Regions from separate parts of the Mus musculus genome. Here region 1 is linked to region 2. The links are chromatin contacts, called in public HiChIP or PLAC-seq maps. All regions are on one chromosome and are shown on one strand. The core of a region is the stretch at or near the end of the contact, and the rest is flanking DNA. Distances in the headings are between cores, read along the strand shown.

The links. HiChIP or PLAC-seq counts read pairs in DNA pulled down with a chosen protein or histone mark.
Region 1: a contact with region 2 is called in an H3K27ac HiChIP or PLAC-seq map of embryonic stem cells, with 13 times the contacts expected there. The contact joins the promoter of Plcg1 here to the promoter of Dhx35 in region 2. A contact is called at or near these places in 13 of 39 promoter capture datasets (the 3T3-L1 cell line, 3T3-L1-derived adipocytes, cranial neural crest and 8 more), 1 of 484 Hi-C or Micro-C datasets (embryonic stem cells), 15 of 115 datasets of contacts at active chromatin or transcription factors (VIP interneurons, astrocytes, embryonic forebrain and 8 more) and 3 of 9 other capture datasets (adipose tissue, liver and macrophages).

What each region holds. Positions count from the first base shown.
Region 1 is chr2:160,729,798-160,737,034 of GRCm38.p6, forward strand. It overlaps Plcg1 (phospholipase C, gamma 1), which reads left to right and starts at 1,513. Exons shown (of 34, transcript NM_021280.3): 1 at 1,513-1,547; 2 at 1,921-2,236. The coding sequence starts at 2,020. It overlaps Gm52567 (a long non-coding RNA gene), which reads right to left and starts at 950. Exons shown (of 2, transcript XR_003954082.1): 1 at 1-950.
Region 2 is chr2:158,790,766-158,797,848 of GRCm38.p6, forward strand. Dhx35 (DEAH (Asp-Glu-Ala-His) box polypeptide 35) reads left to right here and starts at 4,042. Exons shown (of 22, transcript NM_001372513.1): 1 at 4,042-4,163. The coding sequence starts at 4,124.

The DNA of each region.
Region 1 (7,237 bases), core at 263-2,762, 1.9 Mb after region 2:
ACACAGCTCCTCTTACTTAATGATTGGCCAGCTAGCCAATGGCCACCAGGATTACCTCTCACCCAGTGGGCTCTCTTGTGGAACACAGACACTCAGCTTCCCACTTATTACATAGCCTGACTTCAAGTCACGGGGCTCTGAAACCTTGATTAGAAGATAATTAGGATCATGAGTTGTGCAAGCCAACCTCAAGTCCAGTTTCCGCCTACATCAGAGGCCTGTCACTAGGTGGCAGTCAGTCTATCTCAACTCCCCAGTCCCTCAGGACAAAGTTCCTCAGTGGTATACAGAATTCGGACGTTCTTGAGACCACCCTCAAGGGAAATAGCGCATCTGTCACTATTTGCCTGGCAAAGCGAAGGTGGCCCAGGTGGGTGGGTTGTCCAAACCCATACATCACAAATTCTAGTCTCAGGAATCCCAGGGGAGCTTTCCTGCAAGGGGATGTTGTGTGGGACTTCTCACCTCTGAAATGCAGATGCTGTCCAGAGCTGCAGGGTAGCTGTCCAACTAACTGTCTGCTCATCATTGGCCAGACGGCAGGATCAAGGGATGCCCTCGGGTTTACCCGTGCTGTTCAGAGAACGGCTTTTGGAAGATTGATTTTAAGTTATTTAACAGTCACAGACAGGTGTCATGTCTGGAGAATAGAGGCAAAGTCCGCGGTGAGGGATGAAGCAGGAGAGATAGGGGAAGGCAAGACAGGACTGCTGGGCCACGAAGCTGTGCTGATTTGAAGCACAGTGGGAATTCACGTACGCAATTTCAAAGGCTTTAGTGGTAAATTCTGAAGCTCAGATGCAGGCAAGACCCAAGAGGATAGTGTACACAGAGAGAAGAGGGGTCCTCAGGATCGTGCGTAGAGTGGAGAGAGCCCCAAAGGCAGGAGGGAAGAGCCTCAGTGGATTACTTAGGGATGAGGGAGAGAAGAAAAAAGGTTCTTGCAAGGTGTGGGGTCTTCCAAATTCAGGAGTTCACTGCCATATAGAGAAGGTGTAGCGGGTGAAAGGGGCCATGTGATGAGGATGGCAAGCAAGGCTGTGGCGCAGATGACGAGATGCCTGGGTCGGGAGGTCAGGGGAGACCCAGGATTGGGGTCACCTGTGTCTGCGCAGAGGGGAAGCCACCCTGCAACTGGCCCAGCACTGAGTCCAGAGGAAAATGAGGCAGAGGACAAACCAGAGCTTCGGAGACTAAGTGCAGGTAGGGCGCGGGCGGAGCGTGAGGAGGGCAGCGGACCACGCGAGAGGCCTCGAAGGCCACCGGACCCGCGTCCGAGAGTCTGAGGGCCCTGCCCACACCTGCGTGGCCCCCTCCCCAGAGGCCACACTCCAAGGCCACCCTAGAACCCGTCTGTCTGCTCAAGCCCTTGCAAAAGACGTCTGCGCAGAGGGGGCGTGGCAGGCGTGCTGTCACTCACGGCCTGTTAGCCAATCCACGAGTGCGCCCCTCCCCGGAGAGGGTGCGCGGAGGGCCCGCCCCCGCCGCCACCGCGGGTGTGAGGAGGCCAGGCTGGCGCGGCTCCCTCCGCCCGGCAGCCTTGCCAGGTAACCGGGTTCGGCGGGAGGGCTGGGGGTCGCGCAGCCCCCTCGCTCCCTGGGAGGCGTGCACACTGCCGCGGCGGGTCCCGTGTGGGCCGGAGGCCCGTGCGCGCGTCGGACCGACGGGCCGCAGCCTGTGGGCGGGGTTGCGTGCGTGACGGGCGGCCGTGCCCCGCGTTGTGTCAGGCCTGCGCGGGGAAAGCTCGGCCGAACCGAGGTGTCCAGGTCCGCCCGCTGCGGCCTGCCCCGGGTTGCGGGGCGCAGGCGCGGCGGTGGGCGGGGGTCGTCCCCAGGAGCGTCTTTGTTCCCGGCGCGCTGAGGGCGGAGCCTCACCCCGCCCCGCCCCCGCGCTCAGTCCCCGCCCCGCGTCCGCCCGCAGGAGCTGCCACCGGGTCCCGCTCGCCTCCCCGGCCGCCGCCACCGCCTCCGCCTCCGCCGCTCCGGGCCCGCCGGCTTGCGTCGCCGAGGTCGCTGCAGCATGGCGGGCGTCGCGACCCCCTGCGCCAACGGCTGCGGGCCTGGCGCACCCTCCGAAGCCGAGGTGCTGCACCTCTGCCGCAGCCTCGAGGTGGGCACCGTCATGACTTTGTTCTACTCCAAGAAGTCGCAGCGGCCAGAACGGAAGACCTTCCAGGTCAAGTTGGAGACGCGCCAGATCACATGGAGCCGCGGCGCGGACAAAATCGAGGGGTCCAGTAAGTGCGCCCCACTCCGGCCTGCCTCGCGCCTGCCCGCCTCCCAAACACTTGGGCAAACTTTCGGGCCTCGCGCCTGGCGCCCCGTCTCCGCCCAGTCCCTGGTGGTCACTCTGGGGCGGGTGGAGGGGGGCATCCGGGTCTTGGATCACCTGATAGGACACCCCCTCCCCCAGTAGGGGGGGAGTGTTCCAGGCACTTTGCCCTGAGGCCTAAGAGTCCTCACTGGTTGGACAAGTGGAGTGGGATTCCGGCCCTTAGCATCGGGCGGCTGTCAGTGGCTGTGAGGGGAAGCCAAGACAGGGACCCCCTCATCCAACCTGAGAACCTGGGGAACCGACAAGATCTTCCTGCCCACTGCCATTTCTCCAGAGTGTGCTGTCTGTGAAAACTCCTAAGAGCTCCGGGATGGGCTTATTGGCGCAAGAACCTTTGGAATCCTCATGTAGAACTTAGGCAGATGTTGGGGTAGGGCTGGTTGTGGAGCAGAGCGGGCCTACTCATCTCCCTCTTCTTTGGGAGGATGGGGTATGAAAGCTAAAACCGTGACTGCTTCCCCCTCCCCATGTCCCGTGGATGGTTTTTTTTTTTTTTTTTTTTTTTGCCCCAGATCTGAATTTTGGAGGTCCATGGTGCTAGGCAGCCATCCAAAGCTAGAGCCAGGGCTCCTTTGCCCTTGCAGCATATAACAAGGAGCTTGCATTCAGAAAGGTTCCCTGGCCTTGGGTTTTGAGGTCCAGCCCTTTGTGTTGGATGTTCTCGTGACCACAGGGTAGCCCAGAGTTGCTCCTCTGGTTTCCTGTCGTAGCCTTCCCAGACCTGAGTGTGGTGGGTTTACACACAAGTCTCTGGTGGGAGAAGTAAGTCAGGAGTTTTGAGAAACCTCGGCTCTTTCTGATAGTCATTTTCCTCGGTGTGAGGCAGGATGAGGAGTCTTTGCAACTCCAGGCTTTGAGATGTTTCTTACAAGAACCCCCAAAGAGTCTATGGTTGAAGGGACCTAGCCTAAGAGCCAGGTCTGTGTTAGAGAAGGGGGGGTGGTGTCAGGAAGTAACAACGGAGAGAAGGTCCCACAGATCTTCCTGGGGATGGTGTACATGTGTGTCGATGGGTGAGGAGATGAGGAGGAAGGAAGGTTTCTGTGGTAAGACAGCCATCCTCAACTACAAACTTCAGGTCTGACAGAATTGGCCCTTAACCATCACCAGTGCCCATCAGCCCTGGCCTCCGCTGGAAGAACATTTCAGTGATTTTCAGTGTTGGGGGATGGAACTGCAGACAGTTCCGGTAGTCCTGAGACATCACTCAGACATCAGGTTGCAGGCATGGCATTTTACGTTTGTAGTATTTCCTGTGTTTAAGTGGTGGCATTAGTTCCCCGGTAGCTAGCTCTTGGTAACAGCTGCACTGTAAACCGTGTGTGTAGCCCAGTAGTGGAAGATAGCTATGGTATTTGAAGCCAGTGTGTTAGCTGTACGTCACCCAGCCAGGTGCTTTCCCTCTCGGAGCCTCGGTTCCTCTGTAAGTTAGAAGAAGTATATTTACTATAAATGGTCACTTTTGGAAGTGAGATAGTTGGTGTAAAGTAAGCAAACTAAATATGTAATAGATGCGAGCAGAGACGTTACAGAAGTTTAAGAACCAGTTATTAGTAGCAGTAGCTATGGTAGATGCTTGTCCTCCTAGACCCTGGGATGGGGCTTCTGAGGGAGGTCTAATGTGGCTGTTAGAAAAAGAAAGGGCTCTGAGGGAGGAGGGCCGAGAGAGGGTCCCGTTCTCCTTAATTCATTACCCAGGAAAAAAGAGGAAACTCTTGTTTTGCCGTACATCGTTTACCCTTCTGTTCACCTGTCATGTAAGATGAGTTTCTATGTTTGGAATTTTGTACATTGGATGTCATTGTGAGTTGGGGCCTGGACAGAAAGAAGGGACTTAGAGACAGAACCATCCAGTCCGTTTTGTCTCACTTGGGTCTTTGAGGATGGGTGGCAGGAATACAGAGGACGTCACCTTTCCAGACCCACAAAAGTCACCCAGAGATATGCATGTTTTCATTGGGCCCGACCCTGTGATTTTTGGGGTCCAGAATGAAGGCTGCAGACTAGCCTGTGTGGACTTCATACCTTGTAAATGGAGCCCACCACCGAAGCCCTGCCCCACTTCTGCTGGAATGCACCTCACTGCCTTTGTGGGTTCCCAAACCTGCAGCCTCCTGCAGATTGTGAAAAGGATTGAGTTGCCAGCTGGGTCCCCTACTGTCTGGTCTCTTGTTCAGATGCCTCAGGTATTTGACTTTTTGCTGATAACCTTATCCCTACCTGAAGCCAGGCCAGAGAGAAAGACTGCCGCTGTCTGCCCTCAGGGTGCTCACGGAACAGAAGGACAGGCTGACTGCCATTTCCTAAATCTTGAGTTCTCTCACTGTGACACTTGTGAAACTAGTTAGCACCTTCTGATGTCTAAGGCAGCGGTCTACTTGAGAAGTGCTTTGGTGCTGTTTGGTTGTGTGACTGAAGTCAGGCTGGTGTCTGGCATTTATGTTGCAGAATTTAGTGAGTTAAAAGCAGCCATAGACTTCCTGCCCAGTGCTAAACAGACTTTTCACTCTGACTGCAGGCTAGTCCTCAGAGGACTCTGCTCCCAGGTTGTGTTGGTGGTAGGCCTTGGTCTCCTGTTTTCTGTAGCCTTTGTTGCCCCTTGTGAAGAGAAACCTCCATGTTTAGGTGGTATTTACAGGCAGAGACCTCCATCTTCATCAAAGACGCCTTCCTAGGCTTTCCATATGTAATGCCTGTAGTGAGATGGCTCAGACCTATTCTTCGTGAGGTTGTCCAGTTAAGGACCACTGTTGGCATAGTAGCTCCAGTAGAGACTCTAAAGCTATGTTGTTATTGTGGTGAGGATTGCAGTACCAAGGGGCTGGCTCTGAGAGTAGGTCCGTGGCACCTAAGAATTGTCTGCACATGTCCCTCAAGGATTCCTTTTTGCTGGCCCACAGTGAGAGAGCAGCAGAAAGCATGCGCCTGGATCTCCAGAGCCAGCCATTCCCGCCATGTGCTTCCTCTTTGACTATCATTTTTCCAGGGGAAGTTAGACCTCTTAGTGTTTTCTTGGCACCTCTGGCTTGCCTGCTGTGAAAGTTTTCGGGTCCCCTGAACCTGCTTCATAAATGACTAGCAGAGATGAGCAAACACAGTACCAGGAAGCCCAACACCCCAGCTTCTCCCTGGGACTTTGTGTCTGGAAGGGGAAGGTCTGCATAGATGCACATAGACTTGAGTTGGAGTTTAGAGAGCTTGATCACATTGCTTCATGTGGCTCTTTGCAATTATGTGCATTTATTTGTTCAGTAAATATTGTTTGTACACCCCTTATTTGACTTGTGGAGGAGACAAGACCAGAATGCAGTGATGAGAAGAAAGGGCTGAGCACAAAGTAGTAAAGCCCTGGGCAGAGAATGCACACTGGCTGCAGCTCGCCTGCTCTGTGACTTCCAATGGGCTACGTGTCCTTCTGAGCTTTTCATCTGTTCACAGCACCGACTTCGCGGTTCCTAATGAGGTTTGGAGGAGTGTTTGTGTAAAGTACTTGGCGGCTAGGGTGCTGTGGTATGGAATCTGACAGGAGAGAAATAGGATCGAGTCCCCAAGAGGGCCAGGTTAGAATAGATGTGTCTGTTGTGGTCAGGGGCTGGTGCCTGGCCACCAAGTCCTTTGATGAAGGGCATGAAGCTACAGTTCTCAGCAGGGAGGGCCTCTGTGATCAGGGCTTTCTGCTACCTTGGGTCTTGATGTGGAGAGAAGGCAGTTGGCTGAGAGTGGCTGCTTGGACATCAGGGTTTGTCTCTAAGCCAGTTCAGCTCTTGAGTTGTCTGAATGATCAGGGAGGCCCAGTCTTCCAGGAAGTGCTGTGACACAGCCCAGAATGGTAGGCCTACATCCGCTTCTGTTAACTCAGAGTGTCTCTTCTCACTCTCTTTTCCTATGGAAAGGGTTTCAAGGTCAGTGTATCCTTCACTGAATACACTGGAGGAAGTGCCCGAGGTCATAGACGCCTGCTGTTGAGTCTTGCTGTTAGGAGACTGACTCTCCCTTCTCTCTCACCGGGAGAGGCCAGTGTGCACCTCAGGAGAGTCTTTGGAGAGGTGTTGGGGAGGAGGACACAAGTGTTTTGGTGTACCACGTAGCCTTGTAGAGTGCTCTATGGCCTTGGATAATGACAAGGGAAACCTTAGTGTCCTTGGGGAGCCAATCCTACCATCCTGGTAACTGAGCTGTGAACACCCAAATGTGTGGCCAGAGGCAGTGTGTCCTTGTGACCCCGGGTAAGTTACTTTCTATAGAACAATTCTTAGCCAGGTAAGGCAAGTTCAAGGCCATCTTGGCTACATACTGAGTTACATGTAGACCAGTTTGGGCTGCAGGGTGAGTTCAGTCTCCAAAACCAAAAAGCAGACAAAAAAAATTTCCTTCTCATAGAGTTGGCAGGTTAATTAATGAAGTAAGATTGCATCTAAGCATGAGAGGTGTTTGAGAAATGACCAGCAGCACATTTGACACCTGGGGCCCTTAGTCACGCCTTCCCTTTGCACTCATTAGTTGACAGCAGAGTTCTGCTTTCCACTGGGGTGTGGCTGGAAGCCTATTGTCTCCTTGAGTTTGGATGCAGAGAAGGAAGGATCTGGTGTTTGAGTAATGTGCTGGGAGTGCATGGTACGCTCTCCCACCCTCTGCAATGGCTCTGTGCTTCCAGAGAAAGCAGGAGTTAATTGTCCCTGTAAGGAAACAAAGGTCCCAGCAGTGAAGTCACGGAGCATAGTTTAAGTGTGGGATTTCTGATTTTTGCTATAGTATTGTTTATTTTCCTACTCTAGGGTGTAACAGTAAGGTGGACTGTTGTGTAGATACTTGACCTCTGTTCTATACTCTGGTCACATGGGTTTACCCAGGCCAGGCTTTCATCAATGGACAAGCTCGACTCAATGCCGCTATACCACTCTCA
Region 2 (7,083 bases), core at 2,792-5,291:
TGAAAGAGTCAAGGTTAGGGGACACACAACAGAATCATGCTTGAAGCTAAGAGTGCCTGCTCAGACATGTAAGACTTATGTAGGGAAACATGTAAATTTACATTCTCCATTAGCCAAGCCATAGGAACCTGGCTTAGAAGCACCATTCAGTGTCTACAAGGTGAAGCAAAACAATTATTCCTGCTATTGAGGGAATACACATATTTCTTACAAGGATCTTCTCATTAAAATATTGCCGTGGAGGACTAGAGATGTTCAGTTGGTAGAACACTTGTGTAACACACATGAAAAATGGGGTTTGGTTCCCAGCACTATAAATTCAGTGTGGTGGTGCACGCTGTCATTTCCGTACTTGGGAGGTGAGGGCAGAATTGTGAGTTTAGGACCATCCTTGGCTACACAGTGAGTTGGAAGGCAGCCTGAGCTCCATGAGGTCCTGTCTCAAAATCCAACAAAAAAGTTAATTCTGAACTCCTCAGGGGTCATCTTGGGAAGCCATGAGGTGACTGTACCCGGAAGGGTTCTGTATAAGTGAACTTTATACTGAGTGCATTCAGGTAAACCTGGTTTCACTGGGCTACAAACCTAGATAGGTGCCCCAGTTTGCCTGGCACTGCCTGTTTGCCTCTTATCCCCAGGTCCCATCTCTCTAACACTCCCTTTCAGGAGTGTCCCAGTTTTGAAGCTAGTCAGAAAGTATCTCGCAGGCCTAAGGAAGCCTTCCCAACCCATCTGGCTCCCCAGAACCACAGGCTACTGAAGCCATCGTGACTTAAGGTTTCTCTTGCTGTAATGAGGCACCATGACCAAAGCAATGTGGGGAGGAAAGGGTTTATGTGGCTTACACTTCCATATCATTGTTCATCATCAAAGGAAGTCAGGACAGAAACTCAAGCAGGGCAGGAACCTGGAGGCAGGAGCTGATGGAGAGGTCATGTAGGTGTGCTGCTTACTGGCTTGCTCCTCCTGACTTTCTTATAGAACCCAGAACCACCGGCCCAGGTGTGGCACCACCCACAATAGGCTGGGCCCCTCCCCACCAATCAGTAATTAAGAAAATGCCTTACAGCCAGATCTTATTGAGGCATTCTCTCAATTGAAGTTCGCTCTCTAGCTCGTATCAAGTTGACACATGACTACCCAGCACACAGCACAATACAGTTTCCTGTGGTTATCTGCTGAGTGTCTTTCCTGTGGATCTCTTCACAACTCTGCACTCAGATCCCTAAAGTGGGTGAACACTTTTGCTTATGGCAATATGAATGTGAACATCATCACGGGTGTACAAAGCCAACACTGGCACAGTTGTCTGTGGGACCACAACTGCAGAAGGCCCACCTTGGATTCTCAACAGGAAATCCTGGCACAGCACAATTGTGGAAAGCAGTTCTATGAACCATCTCTTTAGGGGACATCTGTCTGGTCTGGTTTCTTTAAGAGCTAGCTGCTGTAGTGCAAGGATATATGATTGGGTGCAGTAGACAGATCATTTTAGCCTCGTTCATTAATCCTTAGATAAACGTGCCAAGATTTGTGAGGAGCCATCCTGTCTCCAGTGCTCTTTGTGGTTCTAGTGAGGCTGGCTGGACTTGGCCCTGGGGCTGGGACATGTGATCTAGTCCTCAGCAAATCAGTCCATCATATTCTCTCGCACCACTGATTGATTCAGGGATGGATACACAGGGCAGATAGAGATGGCTTTACCAGAGAATTTTCTTTTGAAATGTCTGATGCTAAAAAGATTTGAGACATTGATTTGGCTATCTTGTCACCCCATTACACCTGAGAGAGAAGGCAGCAGAACACAGAGTTCTGGCTATGTCACATGTCCTGATGTCTTTCGGTCAGATACTCATAGACTTTTTAATATCTATGAACTACTTTTATTCATTATGCTAGTCTCACCCTGTAGCCCATGCTGGCCTGGATCTCATTATGTAGCCCCAACCTGGCCATAAACTCTTGGGGATCCTCCTGCCTTAGCTTTCCCAGTGCTAGGGTTACAGGTGCAAGTCACCACGCCTGCTGCACGAAGCATTTCTACTGACCTGATATTGGTTTTCTACCACTTGCATCCATAATGTCTACAAAGGCATTTTTCTTTCTTTCTTGTTTTAGTTTTTTTGAGACAGGGTTTCTCTGTATAGCCCTGGCTGTCCTGGAACTCACTCTGTAGATCAGGCTGGCCTCGAACTCAGAAATCCACCATCCTCTGCCTCCCAAGTGCTGGGATTAGAGGCGTGCACCACTACCGCCTGGCTACAAAGGCGTTTTTCATGTATAAATGTTATTTTCTATATGAAGGACTTTAATGAAAATATAAAAAAATACACCTACATGTAGGCAAAATCATATACATAAAATTATTTTAAAAAAGGAATTCCCAGCATAAAAAGAGAGGCAGATTAACTTTAGTTCAATTGCACAAGTCTTAGGGTAAAATCGGCTTGCAAGTCCTACTCTACAGGGGGAATGTTTGATAGTGGAAGGAGAGAGGTCTTGGAGCTGCTCCTTCAAGGATCTAAAGCAGGGGTGAAGCATTCTCCACAGAAGGATTAGCATGTGCTGAACTTCATTTAATTATTAAGGAAACAAATCAAATCTAGAAACGAACGTGACATAAACTCAGATTTTGCTCGTGTGGTATATTTGCCCTGGCAGTTGAGCTAATGAGAGCCGATTCCGACCTAGTGCCTGCAGTGTCTTGCACTGTGTTAGGTCCTCTGCCCCTCATCTCCTTTAACACTTCTTTAAAGCTCAGTTTACAACTGAGCTTAAATGTCAGCCAGGTGATGGGCAAGCTAAGGATTCTGAATCAGGGTTACTTGTTTCCAACGCTTTCCGTAATTTGCCATTTCCCTCAAAGAATGAAGCATTTTCTTTTGGAGCTCTAAAAATGTATAGATTTTAAAGCCTCTTAATTTGTGGCTTCCTTGAGCCCAGCACAACTGTTCCATCCAGTAGAGGATGGAAACAGATGCAGAGACCCACAGCCAAATATTAAATGGAGCTTGAGGATGGGGGTGGGAGTGGGGGAGGAGTGTGTGGAAGAGTTGGGGGAAGGACTGAGGGCCCAGAAGAGGACAGGGCCTCCAAAGGAAGACCACCAGAGTCAACTAACCTGGACCCTTGGGGGCTCTCAGGGACTGAACTACCAACCAAAGAGCGAGCATGGGCTGTATCTGATGCAGAGTCCCCCAACAACTGGAGCAGGGGCTATCCCCGAGTCTGTTGCCTGCCTGCAGAGCCCATTCCCCTAACTGGGCTGACTTGTCTTGTCTTAGTGGGAGAGGATGCACCTAGTCCTGCAATGACTTGATGTGCGGGAGGTGGGGGTGGGGGATGGGGAGGTAGAAAAAGAGCATTTGATTTATAAACGGTTGCCTTGGAGGGAACACTGGGTGAATGCACTGGCCTCACTGATCTGATTTCTAGTCTCATCTTCCGGCCCAATGTGCTCCTGCGTTCCCACTTTGCGACATTTCTCTGAAGACCACAAGTTGCCTGTATCATTTCGGCTTTACTTGCTGATAATAAGCATCATTCTGTTTATCCAGCGTTTATTCATTTACAGTTTACCCAGCCCCACCCTCGCCTGGGAAACAAGAAGCTACAGTTCCAGGGAACACAGCAGCATTAACTGAATCATCAGACGCAGGAGGTCGTTACCGCTATTATCTCTCAGTATGAAAATAGGAGACTAAAAGAGACGCAGCTGCGATAGCATGTAAACACGAGCATCTCTCAGTTCACCGGGGAAACCCAGCCTCTGCTCACACTCTTAACGCTGGTGAGTGACAGCCTGGGAACACAGCAGCGCATTCCTAGAAGTTAGTGGCAACCCAGAGTGTCCAAGCAGGGTAGAGCAGCCAATCCGAGAGACAATATGGCCGCGCGGCATCACGTGGGCCAAGGAGAGGCCCTCAAAGGCAAGCCAAAGCGAGCTGCGATCACGTGATCCATAGTGGGGGGGGGGGGTGTTGCCGGAAGGCGTGGCTTCTTTTCGCTCTACCCGCCCCCCGCAGCCCCCGCGGAGGCTGCTGGCGGGCCACGCCCCTTGAGCCCGGAGGGACTCGCGCGGGTCTAGAGGGGCGGAGTCTTCTTCGTGACCTTTCACCCCAGCATGGCTGCGCCCTTGGGACCAGTGAAATTCTGGAAACCGGGTAAGGCAGGGCAGGGAGCCTGGGTAGATGCCCGGACATGACTTTCGGCCTGGGGACCCACCCGTGGGCCTGACCGGGGGAGGGCTGGGCACCACTCCTCCGCGCGCAAGGATGCTGCAGCCCACGGTGGTCCGGAGGAAGTCAAAGGCCTCCCTAAGCTGGGCGGAAACTCTGGGTGACCTTGTTGGAGTTTCTTAGCCTCCTCGGCACCTCTTGAGATGTAGAGTCCTGAAGCGCCCGTGTGTATCTTGCTGAAGTCCTGGGGCAGCATTGGGGCTCGAGAGGCAGTGCAGCTCAGTGGCTTAGAAGCTTGGGTTATGGAGTCAGAGCGCCCAGGTTCAAGGCTGCCTCTCTGCCTTGCATCAGTAGATGGAGAACCTTGAACTCTGCCCCCATCCCTCAGAACATCGCTCCCCTCACCTGGGAAGTGGGCGGAATACGAACACCTGTCCCGTGGGCGTGGAGTAGGGGGAGTACGTAGTCCGACTTAATGGCTCATAAAAGAGAAAATGTATTCCAGTGTTTTAGGGTAGGTCTTGCCCACTCTGAATGTTTACCACAAAGTGAACGCCCTCCTTCCTAGTGGCTGTCACTTTTCCTGTTTTGTAGGCTAACAAGTCACCATCTTTTGTTTTTGCATTTTCTCAGGTCGGGTTCTTGTTGAAATACCAGACCATGATCTGTGTAGGATGCGCCTTTTGTTCACGCTTTTCTTATAAACTAAACCAAACCAAGCTAAACCAAAACACTGTTTCTTAACTGGTACCAGCCTCTGCCCTTACTTTTTTACACATTTTCTTTTTTTCTCCTCTACCTGCACTCCAGAAGATCTGGGTGTATACATTATATTGTGATGATGATAGTTTGAGACAGAAAAGGCAACAAGGGACAGCTTTTAAAGAGTGTTTTAGATGCTCCCTGGAAATCTGACCATGTGCCTAAGTGTTAGAGAAATAAACTCATGAAGGTGACACATAATTATTTTTTTTTTTTTAAATCTGAACTGGATATGGTAGTCCATGGCTGTAATCCCAACACTTGGGAGGCAGAGGCAGGAGGATCTCTTGAATTTGAGGCCAGTCTGGTGTATATTCCAGGACAGCCAGGGTCACAAAGACATACCCTGACTCTCTCGTTTGTCACTTTCATGACTCAGCATTTTCAGGCATCAGCTGATTGTCCACCCCAGTAAGTAATGAGTTACCAACTTATTCAAGAGTTAACCAGCAGACCAAAGAGTTAAGTCTAATAGAGGCTTGGATAAATTGCCAAAACTCAGACCCGGGTACCATTTTGGTTAAAGAACCTGGAACTGTTCTGAACTGTTCTACAAGTCTGTCCCATTGTTTAGTCCATTACTGTATCGAGAGTACACTTCTGTCGTCAGTCAGGTCGTGAACACGTACATGCCTGGGCTCAGCTCTCAAGGTGTGCTCTCCAAGTTACGTGTCCATGAGAAGAATGCTAAGCAAGGCAGAGGGGTGCTGTAAGGAAGATGGCCTCAAGTACTGGACTGCAGTGCCTTCCCTGCCTGGGTGACTTGCAGAGCCACACAAGTGCTCCAAGTCTCTGCTTCCTTATCGGTCATTTGTCATAATAGGATTGCTGTGAGGATTAAATGAGACAATGCACAAAACACCCGTGGTGCTAGGTACACAGCTATTATAATTGTATTAAGGTATAGGAGAGGGAGGGAAAGTGCAGTGTGAAGAATTGGCTGCGTCGTAGAGATGGTAATGGTTTTGGAGCGAACACTGAGCGCTGAAACAAGTTTGTTATGGCTTGTTTATGGTGAGGTAGAGAATGGCTCTCCAGGCCATTGAAAGGATTTGTGTATTAAGGATGTCCCCAAACCCCCAGTATGGAGTACTGTGATGGTATATGTGGGTATATTTGGGGTGTGGCAGGAGATGGTGCTGGAAAGGTAGGAAGGGACTTCATCTTGAAATGTCTTTCAAGAGTTAAAGAATCTGAGCTTCTGGGCCAGTGAGATGGCTCAGAGGCAAGGGTGCTCTCTGTGAGAGCCTTAGGGCACCAGCTTGATCCTCATAAGTCATGTAATGGTGGATAGAGCGACTCCACAAAATTGTCCTTTGATCTCCATACATGTGCTTGCTCGCTCTCTCTCTCTCTCTCTCTCTCTCTCTCTCTCACACACACACACACACACTCACTACAGGTAAATTTAAAAAAAAAGGTTTCCCTGCTTTAACCCCAGCAGTGATATGGTTAAGAAGGCTACTCTAAGAGAGGTTGCTACTAAAATCCAGGATGGATGTTGAACCTCAGGTCTAGCCTGGGAGCTGACAGGAGGGGCCCGTTAGATACCTTAGAGGTAAAGAGAAGAGAAAGTAAAGACAGTGATAATCTTGTGTTCTGGACAGGGTGACTGCCTAGTTCAGTGGGGCCTTGATGGGGTGATGGCCTAGGTAAGTGGGTTTCAAATTTTGCTGTATTGTTGAATCACTTGGAAAATTTAAAAAAAAAAATCAATCCTTTTGTTATTATTGTCAAAAAATCAGGAACTAGGTAGCAGTATTTTTAAACATTTGGGGGGCTTCTAGCATGCCTCAAAGTTGGGGATCCACTTTTTGGGGCCCAGGTATACAGCTTTCATTCACTGAGATTTGAGTAGCTCCAGTGAGTCCGGAACCCTGGGAATTCACTTTCACTTACAGCATCTTATCAGCTCGTAATAACATCTCTGTGATGAGTTGGTATTCTCACAGAGGAGCAAAAAGTTCCAGATGAAATGGGTTGTGGGAAATGCAGGTCAGGGAGGTGGTTGGAGCTAAGTGTAAGGTCAGATCTTGGAATCACAGGCATGTCCTGATAACTACAGGGGCCTTTTAGGCAAACTGCATAAGGAAGGTGTGTAATGGACTAATATGTGGTGGACTGAGGGTTGTGTATACTGGAG